Linked DNA regions of Mus musculus: region 2 is linked to region 1. A link is a contact called in public HiChIP or PLAC-seq data. All regions are on one chromosome and are shown on one strand. Each heading gives the region's core, a stretch centred on a gene start, on an enhancer-like site or on the middle of the called end of the contact. The rest is flanking DNA. Distances are from core to core; before and after follow the strand shown.

Region 1 (6,997 bases), core at 1,508-4,007:
AAAAAAAAAATCTATCCTATGGGACTCCGAGGCCTACACACACTCAGCCAAGTGCTCTGCCACTGAGTGGCAGGCAGCCCAACTCAAATGACTCTTGATTCAACTGCTATACAATTTTAGTATTTCAGAAGTGGCCATTATTCTACATGTATCTCCATATACAGCCTTATTAAGAAGCCAGCCTTCTGCTGTGGATGGTGTCACACCTTTTGCCGCAGACCCTCTGGTCCCCTTTCGACCAGAGTGCGTGGCAATCTTTAACTTCAGCCCTTGGGAGGCCAAGGCAGGTAGATCTCTGTGTTCAATCCTTAGGACTCACAAGATAGAATGAGATTCTAAACAGCAGTCCTTGGCCTTCATACCCTGGCACATGTGTGAGCACTCCAAACCCCAACATACAAAAGTAAATAAACTGGTTTAAGAAAAATCATAAATTAGACTATTTTTCAAATCATTATTTCTATGATCTTGAAAATAATTTTCCTTCATTATTAACTCATTCTTTTCAGGCATTGTTTTTAAAGTTCTCTGTGAATCTCTGCATTCTATGCAGAAACTCCCTTTTTATTACCCTTAAGTGACTGAATAAGCTTATCAAAACTTTCAGGGTTTTGTTTCTCATATCTAATTTCAGTAATTTTTTTCCTTCCAAATTACTTGTCCCAGCTGTCCTCATCTGTTGTAGCTGTGATGGTCCCTGTTGTCTTTGACTCCCTGCTTGCCACTTAGGTAAGCTGTTTGGGAGTGGAGAGAGAGGAAGCCCGTTGTACAAAAGGCTTCAGCAATCTCAGGGGCTGCAGAAGGCCTCAACCAAAAGTCAGCAAAAAGCTAGCCCTTCAGCCAGACTGATGCAAGAAATCACCTCTGCCCACTGGAGTAAGTCTGCAAGCTGATTCCCTAGCTATGTCTCCAGGTGAGAATCCAGGCTCTAAGCCACCTTCATTAGTGTTTCACACCCCTCATCAGAGCACCTAGCCAAGCCAAGACTCCTAATTCAAAAAGCTGAGATAATAATGTGTGGTGGAAGCTGCTGTGTTTGTAGTGTTACACAGTAAAATGAAAGCCAATATAGATATCTATTGATAAATATTATTGATAAATTTAAGGCAGACAAAGGGTACAGAGAATATGTTGGAAGGTGAGGTACAATTTATAAAGGTACCTAAAGAAACCTTGCTATCAAAGTGACAGTCAGGGGGCTGGTGAGATGGCTCAGTGGGTTAGAGCACCCGACTGCTCTTCCGAAGGTCCAGAGTTCAAATCCCAGCAACCACATGGTGGCTCACAACCATCCGAAACGAGATCTGACTCCCTCTTCTGGAATGTCTGAAGACAGCTACAATGTACTTACATATAATAAATAAATAAATCTTAAAAAAAAAAAAAGTGACAGTCAGAAGTAAAAGGAAAAGGCCACACAGATGTCTGGGAATGCAAGGTTGGGGGTTTAAGTGTAGCAACTCTATGTGTACATGTGCCAAACCTGTTTATGAACACTGATTCAAGTCTACACAGGTATGAAATAACAGGAAATATGACTGAAGGAATGATCCCTGGACCTACAGTCCAGTACAGTGTGCATGTGGGCCATTATAAAGCTTCTGGCTTTCCAAAAATGAAAAGGAAACCTCATGACAGGTTCAGGGGAGTGTTGAGACAGGGTCTTACTTTGTAGCTCAGGCTAACCTGACACAACAATCTTCTTACTTTGGGCTTCTCAGTGCTGGAACTAAAGGTGTGTGCCATATCTGATCTTTTGGCTTGGATTTTTAAAAAGAACACATTGAAAAGACAGGAACACAGTTAAAATCTGGAAGAATTGTTGTAGTAAAGTTTTAAAGACAGCACGTGATTCATAATGGTGGCTTGTAACTGAATTCCCATGGAGGCAATCAAGAAGCGCACAGGGTTTATGTGGATGGGCTCACTGTCCACTGTAGCTTAAAAAACTAGTGAGTAGATTATGAATACATCCAAAAAGAGATCCACAAGGATGGTAGTGGAGGTGAGGATCCAGGGATAAAGGGAGAGGGGCAAGCAACAGACACAATCTTGTCATCAGCATTTAAAAGATGGCATTTGAAAACTAAGAGAACAGCTATGTTTAGAGAAAAGATCCAAAAACTAAATCTGGGCACTACAATACGAAAAACCGCAGAGACAGCTGGTGTGGCATACACCCATAATACCAGGACTCAACAGGTAGAAACTAAAGGATTAGAAGGCCATCCTCAGCTATACAGGGAGCTAGAAACCAACCTGAGATCCATGGGACTCTGCACCGCCACCACCACCACCAAAAATAACTCTGCCCAAAGTTGCAGAAACAAAATAATGCAAAAAAAAAAAAAAAATTAAAGGACAATTACAAATAGGCAGAGGACAGATATTCTAGGCAGTGAAAATACTCTACACAACACTACAATGTCAGGTCCATGCACTCATAAATTTACTCAGGCCTGCTGGATGGGCACAAGAGTGAGTCTTAAGATAAAACACTAACTTTGGGTACCAAGAGTTGTCAGTGCAAGTTCATCAGCTGAAATAAATGTGGGCTGAACAGGAAGATGTACATGTATAAAGGGATAAGCAGTTCAGAGATTTCTCTGTGCCTTCCTCAGTTTTCCTGCGAATCCAAAGTACTCCTTTAAAAAAAAAAAAAAAAAAGGCTTTAAAAAGAAAGAAGTAACTAATGTGTTGACTCATGGTTGTAAGTTAAGTAAGAATCAACCACAGGCCTCAGTAACAGGAAGCTTCTGATGGCTCCAGAAGAGCTGGTAAGTGCTGGTAAGTGGTCTCAACTGAAATGAGGGAAACCCCATGGAGACAGAAAAAAGAAAACACCCTTTTTAGGCTCCACAAGGATGCAGGCAAACCCAACAGAAGCTGAGGGGTGTTTCTGTCATTCCTGCTTGTGGAAACAGACTCTAAGCCACTCTCCTGACAATACAATAAAAGTGTGTGCTTAGAATAAGCCTTCTCCGACTCAGCCCCCCACTGTTAGGATGACTACTAGCAGGAGCCACCATGCCTAGCCAATGAGAAGAGGGGACTTGCTATATTGAGGACTATATCAAGTCTTGCTATACCAAGACTGCTTTTAAAAGCATAGCAATTACGGCAGTGGCACAAGTACAAGGAATGGACACACTGAACAGAGCCCAGAACCAAATGTATAGAAGTGCAAACATTCGACTTATGACAAAGGTAGCTCCAGAGAGCAAGGAAAGAGAAGCCATTCAATACACTGTGTGGGACCCCTGGATATACAGACAGATACACAGAAAAAAATTAACTGCTGCTGTCTAACCATTCCCCCAAATTATGAAAATTACTAAATGTCAAGTACAAATATAAAATGCCCAGCTTCTCAACCAGGGGTTCTCAATGTAACAGGTGCTTTTGGTCCATCACTCATACCCAACAGGCTTAGCAATCTGGTGTGTCCGTTTCAACTGAAAGTCTACTTGCATCTCTATGTTTGAAGCATCTCTATGTTTGAACCATCTCAGTTCTAGCCTCGCCAGTCCTCTACCAATTACTGATGTGTAAAGAATATAAATAAGAAATTAATTTGGGAGGGTAAGGAAGTGTAAAAAAAAAAATCCGGGAGAAGTTGGAGAAGGAGAAAGAATATGATTAAATATACTGTATGAAAAATATTTTAAGTAATTTTAAAGAGTATGTACAATGACTATAATGTATATGAGTAATGCTGGCTCTCAAGAGTACCCACAGATTTAAATCAATTAATACACTTAAGAAAAGGCATGCAGCCATGTTCCTTAAGAATAGGCCTCAATCCAGTATATCTTGTCTGATATTTCCCATGTGATGACTTGTTAACTGTCACGGTGGCAGAATCTAGAATGGCCTCGAAGACAGGCCTCTGGGCACACCTGTGGAGGACTAGCCTGACTGCACTAACTAGGGGGAGGCAACCACCCACTGTGGGTACAAACATTCCTGAATATTCCCTGGCTAGGATCCTAGACTCCATGAAATGGGAAAGGGGGCTGAGAAGCACCGTGCATTTGTCCCTCTGCTTCGTGACTTAGGATGCAACAGGACCTGCCTCTGCAAGCTTCTGCCTCTGTGACTTCCCCATGATGACGGTCGTAACTCAGAACTGCAGCCAAAACTCACTTTTCTCCCTCAAAGTTGTTTTGTCAGAGTATTTTATCACAGTAGAATCAAAGAAACCAAGACACCTCCCATATTAACTATACATATCCTTATCTCAATGTGTGATTCTAAAGAAGCATGGAAATTAAGACCCAAAGTGCCATGAACTTGAAGAACAATTACCTCTGTTTCCATAACTACTATTTGAAGAAAATGCTTCAACAAAGCAGAGCAGTGTTAACAATCTGTGTGATATCTGCCTAGAAATCAAATATTTTGATACCACATGATGGTTGCTACACATCTCAAAATATTTTCACATATTTTACCTAGAAATTGTTAATGATCAAAACCTCTGCTAACCTGCATATGACTGTAACCTTCCTGTCTACAATGTGGTACAATTTTCCTATTATGTTCTTGTAACTCTTGAGCAACTACCTCTGTGTCACGCCACAAGACTGGGCCACAAGACAGTAAAACTGGACAGTTTCACAACTAGAGACACCCAAAGGAATCTAAGTCAGCATACTACAAAGAGCCGCCTGCATACCCATGTTTACTGAGCACTGTTCACAATGGCCAAGGTCTGCAAGCAGCTGAGGTATCTGTCAACAGATGAGTGCATAAAGTGATACATATATGGGCTTACCTTTGTTTCTGTTGTCTGGGAGGTATTTTTATGGGAGGAGGGAAACATTGCTTGAGACAGGTTCTCATTATATAGCCATGGCTGGTCTTGAACTCATAATCCTCCTGCCTCCACTTCAATCTCCCAAGTGCTAAGATTATAAAATACTGTGCCATCACAGCCTGCCATGAAGGAGTTGTTTTAAGAATTTTATTTATACATTTTAATTTTTATGTTCATTGGTGTTTTGCCTGCCTGCATGTCTGTGTGAAGATGGCAGATCCTGGAGTTACAAACAGTTGTAAGCTATCACATGCTGGAAATTGAACCTGGGTCCTCTGGAAGAGCATTCAATGTTCTTAATCACTAAGCCCCAGTCTGTCTGTCTGTCTGTCTGTCTGCAGAAGCTTACATGTATCACCCGTATACAGGAACCACAGAGTCCAGAAGTGGTCATTGGACTCCCTGGTACTGGAATTGCAGGCAGTTGTAAGCTACCATGTGGGTATTGGGGACCAAACTCAGATGCTCCAAAACAGTAATGTGTACTTTTAACCTCTGAGCCATCTCCCTAACACCCATAGTGGAGCTTTTTGTCTGCCATTAAAAAAAGTTAAACTTTGTGATTTTCAGAAAAACAGATCAAACTAGAACTCCTCTCGTGCTAAAAACAAGTTGTTGTCTGGCATGGTGTCTATTGTATGGCCATTTTGCCAAAAGGAAAGAAATGCCAAGATGTCCCTAATGCTCAGAACTTAAAGTGACCCAGGATAACACACTTGAGAATCAGCCCAGGGTACATTTCTGCCTATGGAGCGCTTACAGTCTTCTATAAGAACAATTTCTTCCCCCAGTTTATGAAATGGCAGAATTGAGTATGGATTTTTAAACTCTAGAAACAGGAAAATAATTACCTAATGCTACTGAGGAATAGCATAGCACTTTTAAACTTGAGTTTAGATAGCAAGTGACTGCAAGGCAGACCTGTAGAGTCTGGCAAAACTCCCAACACCTAGGAGCCAGAGAGTCTGACTGGTTGCTACTCTTTCTAAAGCAGGTAGATACGGTCCCTCCAGGTAGACCTAGACATCCCAATGGGTTTCTAGGATAAAAGTTCACTGAGACCACTCAGTGAATCAACACTCTCTGAATTTCCAAGTTTTGACAGCCTCCAAATAGTAATGCTGATTGTACAAATCTGAACAGAGTCCACAAGCTAAACTTACAGCCTAACAGCCTGAGAATACTGGCCTGGGCAAGGAAGAAAAGCAAAGAAGGTGAGAACGTCAGTCAGCCAACAGCAGCTTCCCAGAACTATCTGGCACTATCTATGAAGCCTACAGAGCCAAACGACCTAGGGTGCACTCAAGCCATACATGCCTAACACATGGTGCAAGACCCTCACCACAGCAGCACTAAATTCCCATCATGAATGGCATGACAGGATGGTGGGAAAAGAAGGGAGGAGTCAGTAAGCCATATTCAACCACACACAGATGAACTCAAGACTTGATTCTGAGATTAAATTGTTTTAAGTTTTAGAATAAAATAATGGATTAGTCAAACCACAGCCTGTAAGCTACTCTAACAAATCCCTTCTATATTTGCTTTCATTCCATTCTGTTCCTCTTGAGAACCCTGACTAATACGCGCATAGCAACATACTGTCTGAGAATAAAGAAAGGAAAGAAGAATGGTGGGGGACAGGGGTGGGAAGGAGGCAGAGAATGTCACTGTGAATCCAGCGGCACACGTCTACCTTTTTTTTTCTTGTCCTTTTGGAGACTGGGTCTTCCCTGCAGCTATGGCTGATCTCCAACTCACAGAAATCCATCCTCCTCTGCCTCCTGAACACTGAGATTAAAGGCATGTGCCTGTCAACTCCTGACCTGCCTGCTCCTACTTCCCCTTGCTCAGACTATAGGAGTGCTTCATCCTGCCCAGCTCACATCTACTTTTTAAATAGAACTACATTATAGGAAATAGAAAACAAATCCAATAGAAAAGCAAAGTGGAAGAAGAGAACTGATCCTTGTAAGTTGACTCCCACGCATCATTCACGCTCACTCACTCTAGCCCTACCGTCCCTCCCCCACTCTGTTTCTGTCTCTCATACACACCATATACACAATAAATGTAATTTTTTTTCATATAATTGCACTAAAGTAAAATAGGAATAATAGCAGCCATTATTTCCCAAGTGTATAATACCTGTAGAGATCACACCAGATCTTTTAGAAA
Region 2 (6,997 bases), core at 1,144-3,643, 120 kb after region 1:
AAACTAACTCTAGCAATCTGTTCTAATCTTCTGGCTCCTTCTCATTTTCTGGCTTGTTCTATCTCTGCCTGTGTCTATCTTCTACTCTTCTCAACCTGTCTCTACAAAACTTTCTGGGTAAAACTGTCTCCTCTCTCCCTCTGCACTGTCCCCTGCACCCCCATAGCTTCCCTTTCCTCTCTATTCTCGTATTCTCGTGAGAGTTGGGGAGATCCTATTCTGTCAAATCTTTCTCTGACTCAGCACTTTGCCACTCAGTAGACATCACTTTCTTTTTTTTTTTTAAAGATTTATTTATTATTATATGTAAGTACACTGAAGCTGTCTTCAGACACACCAGAAGAGGGAGTCAGATCTTGTTGGGGATGGTTGTGAGCCACCATGTGGTTGCTGGGATTTGAACTCTGGACCTTCGGAAGAGCAGTCGGGTGCTCTTACCCACTGAGCCATCTCACCAGCCCCAGACATCACTTTCAATCATGGGTGTTTCCTTCTGCAAACTAACTTCATCTTCATTCATTATTTGGAATTAAAGGAAGTAATAAGTCATTTCTGTATTCCAGCTTGAGGGATTAATGGTGTGTGCTAAGGCTGAGCCACACCACAACTAGAAAATGGTTTTCCAAGTAAACAACACAGTCTTAGAGTTCACAGTGTGATCAAATATCCTGCAACAAAGTTTCTTTGTGTAGCCCTGGCTGTCCTGAAACTAGCTTTGTAGGCCAGGTTGGTCTCTAACTCAGATCCAACTGCCTCTGCCTCCTGAGAGATAGGATTAAAGGCATGGGCCATCACTGCCAGTCTGCAAACTCTGATTTGTCCTCAACATGGTTTTTGTTTTTGTTTACCACGTTGAAACATAGAAACTGGGGTAATCTAAACCTGTGTTTCCTGGCCTTAGTTACTTATATTTGGTCAGACTAAACCCCCTCTTACTCTTTTTGAAGTAAGAGTTATAGTGTGTAAATGGAGAATGTGAGTGTGGTGTGTGTGTGTGGGGGGGAGAGAGAGAGAGAGAGAGAGAGAGAGAGAGAGAGAGAGAGAGAGAGAGGGAGGGAGAGAGAGAGAGAGCGCTTGAGTGCTTGAGTGCTTCATGGCTTCATGGTAGGTATCCTTACCTTAGCTTTTGAGACAGGTCTCCCACTCACTAAACAACCTGGGGCTCATCATATCAGCTAGGCTGTCTGGCAATGGCAGCAGGATTCACCTAGCTCTGGATTTTCATTGCTGGGGTTATAGATGCTCACTCTTTCCTGACTCTTTACATGGGTACTGGGTATTGAATTCAGGTCCTCATGCTTTTGAAACAAGCACCTAACCCACTGGGCCATCTCCCCAGCCCAAGAGCTGTGTTTTCTGAATTTATTTTATGAAAACACTTACATTTGCTAAAAACTTCAGATTGTACATTTACATCAAGTACTTTTTAAAAGATTTGTCTATTTTATGTATATGAGTGTTTTGTCTGCATGTAGGTGCCTGTGCCATATTGGTATCTGGTGCCCTGTGAGGCCTGAAGAAGGTACTGGATCCTCTACATCTGGAGTTACAGACATTTGTGAGCCATCATGAGGGTGCTGGGAACTGAATCCGGGTCCTCTGCAGACTAATAAATGCTTTTTATTCAGTAAAGCTATTAAAAAAAAATAAAAATTAGCCAGATGATGGTGGAACACGCCTTTAATCCCAGAACTCGGGAGGCAGAGGCCAGATCTCTGTAGGTTTGAGGCCAGCCTGGTCTAGCGAGTGAGTTTCAGGGTAGCTGAGGCTATGCAGAAGAACCCTGTCTCAAAAAACAAAACAAAAAAATGAAAATTTAAAAAAAAATGTAAGAATCAAGTTAGGCGAGGTGGTGCATGCCTACAGTCCCTGTACCTGGGAGATAGAGGCAAGAAAAGAGGAACCCCTGGCAGTCCGGGGTTCAAACCCAGCCTCAGCTACATAATCAGTTTGAAGCTCCATGATACTGTCTTAAGAAATGAAACAAAACAAAACAATGTTTGAAAATAAGCAAGATATTTGTCCCAGTGGGACCGCAAAGTTTTAAGGGGCGCACAATCCCCCAAATAAAGAAGGCTGATTGGTCCCCTAATAGGTCGGAAACAAAAAACTCATCCAAACAGCTTTTCAATGAATGAAGCGGGAGGAAGGGGAGGAGGCTTCCGGGTCGCAGCTGGGCCCGCTCCGCGCGTCATCAAAAGATGAAGGCGGTGATTGGTCAGCTAGCGGCAGCTGTGCAGCGGGGTCCGGAGCGGGGCGGTGAGCGATCGAGAGACCCGAGCTAGGGGCGGGGCCACACGGAGCCTCGGGGCGGGGCCGTGAGGGGCGGGCTTGGGAAGAGGGCTATGCGCATGCGCCCTGGTGTTGCCGCTGTCGCCGCGGTGAGGGAAGTGGACGCGATGGCCGGGTCCGCGTGGGTGTCCAAGGTGAGCGCTACAGGGCAGCAAGCTCGAGGGCGAGCAGGGAGAGTAGGCTGTGATCCCGCCTGATGGATGGCGGAGGCGAGCGCGCGGAGGCGGCTCATGGCCCGCGGGCAGTGTTTCGGGGAATGTGGCCGGCACGCCGTGCGTGGCTAGCCCTGAGCCGGGACAGCCGCGCCGGGCGGGGACGGCGTCAAGGTCAAGGCGGCCAGTACTGCTCCGGGTGTCCCCACCAGTGTCCTCCAGGATAGGTGCACAGGCCTCCCCCGGAGCCCTTGAGGGTCACAGACAGGCCACCTAGGCCCCGCGGCCCTGTCACCTGCGGGTCTCCGGGCAGCATGCCCAGGTCGCCCCTCCCTGATCCCTCAGCCTTTGACCGGGTAAACGCTGGGCGCAAGAGGGTTTTCGAGGTGAGGGAATCCCGGGCCGTTAGGCCAGCCAGATTTTTCTCTCTCTTGGAACTCTTCCTAGTCTGATGCCTGGTGCCCTGGTAGGTATTCCTCCTTCAGAGGACGCAGGGCATCGTGCTCCTTGGAGTTATACTCTGAACGTTCAGGGAGATCGCATCATCGTCCTTTCACCTTCAGTTGTTGGGACCCAGCGATCTGGGACTCTCTAGTTCTCCCTGATAGTTCAGGTACTAGAGCTGGAAGGCGCTTCAGGTTACATATGCAGTCTTTTCGTTTCCTGGTGGAGCTGACCTGCCCTCGAAGACAAATTTGCTCAAGGTCATACAGGAGGTCATTGTCATCTTTGAGAGAAACCCGAGGTATTTTGATTTTCTGTCTCTCCGGTGGCCAAGGTCACTTAGCTAATTATGGATATAGTACTGACCAGGCCGTAGGTCATCTGATGCCGTCGTGGGTGGCTCTCTAGAAGTCTGCTATAAGCAATGCAGATTTTTAAATGAAATTTGTATTGCCCTTCTCCTTTAAAGAGAGGTTTGGAGATGCACTATTGTTTATTAATAATTCAATTTAGGGGTTCTTAATTTTAAATCCTGACAAAGCCATTGGCCAATTGTGTATCCTCTGCAAACTATTTAACATCTGCGAACCCACCTGTAAGATACATGTGCTTGTGTCACAGGTATTTCTGCATGAAAGCACCTATTCCATGTAGAAGGACATGAAAGCCTGAAGCTTTCCTAGCTATCGATGTATCTGTCTTGGCAGTGATCAAGCAGACAGTGATTCTGGGACATCAGTAACTAGGCTTTTTTGTTTGGTGACTAGAATCTACGTTGTCACTATGTTCAGACCCACTTTTGCTTGAGATGCTGTTAGGTCACATTTGGTTTTAAAGGTGTAGCAACAAGTCAGTCCTTTAATGTCTGGGCTTACACACTCTACCTGATTCATGTTGCTAGGTGTAGTCAGCCTTGGGGGACTAAATAAGGCTAAGTAGTAAAGAGCGTCCTGGAAAATTGCTTTTTCCTTTAGCCCTGTAAGAAATCCACAAGAGTTCAGAACTTATTGGCCATAGGGTCAGAAGATGCTCCCCTGGGACTTGATTGCCTGTGTGACCTTTGGCAGAGTGGCCCAGGCTTTGGTTCAGTCTCTCTCAAGGGATTAGGGCTTAAGAAGGGGCTCCCGAGGTTAACTCGTGCTGAAGTACCAAATGGTATTTGGATTTTTATAGTACTGGGCTTCCTTTCAGGCAGGGCTTTGTTTTGTTTGAAGACAGTGTCTCCACTAGTCTAGCTGACGCTATAGGTAAGGCTGACCTGATCTTCCTACTTCCACCACCTTCCAAGTTCTGGAATTAGAGTTATGAGCCACCACACCCAGTGTCCGTTAAAGTTTTATTTGTTTCTTTTTCTTTTTTTTTTTAAAAAGGGTCATTTGCAGATCATAGGTGCTTTCCCAGTGAGAAAGTGAAGGTTTTAGAGGTTTTCAAGGCTCCAAAGACAATGATGAGCCTGGCTTACTTCCTACACAGTATCTCTTGGTTTGGGTTGGAATATGAAGGTAAAAAGGAAGCGAGGAGCCACAGGGTTAAGGTGATCCAGGGCCTGAAATCAAGGTCGGGAAGGTAAGGCTAGGTCCTCTTGCCTGAAAACGCGTCTCCTTGGGAATTACAGGAGTAAAATGATTCACAAGTATAGTATAAGGTGAAAGACAGTGTGTCATGTGAACTTCTCTCTGGATGGACTTTGTCAGTGCATTATTTCAGTCCAAGAACATAGAGGAGAGATGAAAATGTGGGAAATCCCAGCTGTTAGAAGACAGCCATTGCAGGCATGGAAGCTGGGATGGGAACCCTCAGCTACAGGCAGGATTGAGGATGGCCTGGCTTGTACCAGGCACTGTAGACACAGTAGCAGACAAATCATAAATGGCTTGCATGTCTTGGGATGCTTAATTACTATTGTAGTGCTGGGCCTTAAGCCTGGTGACAGGGGTACTCTACCACTGAGCTACCTCCTCAGCACCTTTCTTTCCCTCCGTTTTTAATTGTAAGATCTAATCTCAATACATTACCCAGGTTGACCTTAAACTCACTCTGAAGACCAGTACAGCAGGCTTGAGGTTTTGTTTTGGTTTTTTTTGTTTTTTAAGACGGTTTCCCTGTGTAGCCTTGGCTGGCCTAGAACTCAGAGAATTCCCTGCTATACTACCACACCAGGCTCTCCTCTGTTCAGTATGTACACTGGCTTCCCTGGAACTTGAGAAACCATGCATTGGTTTATAAGCTCACTTGCACTCCCCGTTTTGTTACCCCAAAACAAAAAGCATAGACTCTGTTCACAGATCTTCCATATATAAACTCAATTTCAAAAATATCAAAAGATTTCAAAATCTTTAGTGCTGAGATTGGGGAATTGGCTCAGTCTGTAAAGTGCTTGTCCTACAAGTGTGATGCCCTGAATTCACATTTCCTGCACCTGCAAAAAATTGGGTGGTGGCACATGCCTGTAATTCCAGCATTAATGAGGCTGAGGCAGGAGGCTCCTTGGAGCTCCCTGGCCACATCTTCTTAAGTTGGTGAGCTCCCCTGTCTCAAAAACTAAGAGAGGAGGACACCTGGTGTGGACTTCTGACTTTCACATGCATGCACATACTAATTACCACACGTGCCCACACAAACAGCCAAAGACAGAAAAAACACAGAATATCAGTCTAGGGTTTCAAGTCTGAGCAGGTCAGCCAATTGAGCTAATAATATTTGAGACAGTATTCCTGGAACTTCTCCAAGTTAAAAACAAAACCAAAAAACCCTCCAGTTTTTCCAACTCCCCCAAGCAAAACTATCAGAAATGACTCAAGTATTGAGCTGTGAGTTCTGTGTGTAACATTTCTCTGTTGATATTAATGTAGGTCTCTCGGCTGCTGGGTGCATTCCACAACACAAAACAGGTGACAAGAGGTTTTGCTGGTGGTGTGAGTATAATTACATCTTTTATTTTTTCCTTTTAGAAGTTTCTCAAGAAAGATGCTCAAATACATTTATTACTTAGCATTCCTTCTTCATTTACTTAAAACTAAAGGGAATTGGCCACACGTCTAATGTATACTAAAATTATTGGCAGACAAATACACAAATCTCTTATCATTTTCCTATTTAAAAGGAGTCTGTTACATCTGGCTATGTAAGCTTGTCCCATTAATATCTTCAAGGAGCCATGATTAAAAATAGAAGTTACCCGGAGCCTGTTACCTTATTTTATAATCTCGTTACTGTCTTAAGACACTTAGGGGTTTTATTTTTTCAAAAACAAGTACAAATTGAAAGAAAATTGTTGAGAAGCTTCAAAACCCTGCTCTGCATTTTTGTTTTCTGAGCTTCCCTAAGAACCGTAGATTGGTCACCAGCTATGAACACCTTGTGCTTCTGTGGGCCCTGCAGGCTTACACTTTCCTTGTGCAGCCTGCAGACCCCACTTTAGCAGATCACCTCGTGCTCGCTAAATCTGCTGCTTTGGGAACCTCCTGGCTATAGAGTCCTGTGCTTGAAAAGCTGATGTCACATTTTTGGAGCATTCCAAGACTGTGTGTCAGTGACTTCCTATTTATTTTTGTATCCCCTTTTATAGAATCTGATTTGGATTTTATAATTCCTTCATTCCTATACTCCCACATGATGTTTTATGCCATGAGGAATTGAAGAGACTATAGTATATTTCTCCCTCTATTTGCTGTCTATTCTGGAGAAGAGTAGCTTCCCAGATGAGATCACCTGTGGGAGAACAGGAAGAGGAACCCGTGGCCCTGCTTATGCCAGAACGCAGATACGAACTCAGAGCAGTTGAATGTATGAGCAAGACCCATGCAAGCCCAAACCAGACTAAATCCCAGCATGGAAGGGGGTATTGGGCACAAAATCCCACCTCTCGATGGGGAATGATTGGCTAGTATTAGCTATTGGGAGAGGGAGAGTCTGGTTTCTCTAATTAGAGTGTAGGTCCTAGTCAAATGACCATGGGCCATTGGAAATCCACATGTTCAAGAATATTTGAGCATTACAAATTGGTCTTGAAAAGAGAAAAAGGCCACAAAGCTAGGTGGGCGGGGAAGGAGGAGGTGAGTCTGGGGAGAGTTGGAGGGAGGTGAATGTGATCAAGACACATTATATGG

Evidence for each region. HiChIP or PLAC-seq counts read pairs in DNA pulled down with a chosen protein or histone mark.
Region 2: an H3K4me3 HiChIP or PLAC-seq map of bone marrow-derived macrophages shows a contact between it and region 1, with 3 times the contacts expected there. The contact joins the promoter of Idh3a here to the enhancer-like site in region 1. A contact is called at or near these places in 1 of 39 promoter capture datasets (liver), 2 of 484 Hi-C or Micro-C datasets (the HPC-5 cell line and cerebellar granule neurons), 5 of 115 datasets of contacts at active chromatin or transcription factors (the 230-238 cell line, bone marrow-derived macrophages, neural tube and 1 more) and 4 of 9 other capture datasets (adipose tissue, bone marrow-derived macrophages, liver and 1 more).

What each region holds. Positions count from the first base shown.
Region 1 is chr9:54,464,969-54,471,965 of GRCm38.p6, forward strand. The region is part of intron 6 of Dmxl2 (Dmx-like 2); the gene reads right to left. Among named protein-coding and RNA genes, the nearest start is that of Dmxl2, 33 kb to the right of the region's middle. Within about 2 kb of position 2,758, at least 53 of the 459 cell types and tissues checked have an H3K27ac peak or open chromatin away from gene starts, as enhancers often do. A contact at or near this core is called in bone marrow-derived macrophages, where this site is marked.
Region 2 is chr9:54,584,118-54,591,114 of GRCm38.p6, forward strand. Idh3a (isocitrate dehydrogenase 3 (NAD+) alpha) reads left to right here and starts at 2,394. Exons shown (of 11, transcript NM_029573.2): 1 at 2,394-2,426; 2 at 5,741-5,803. The coding sequence starts at 2,400.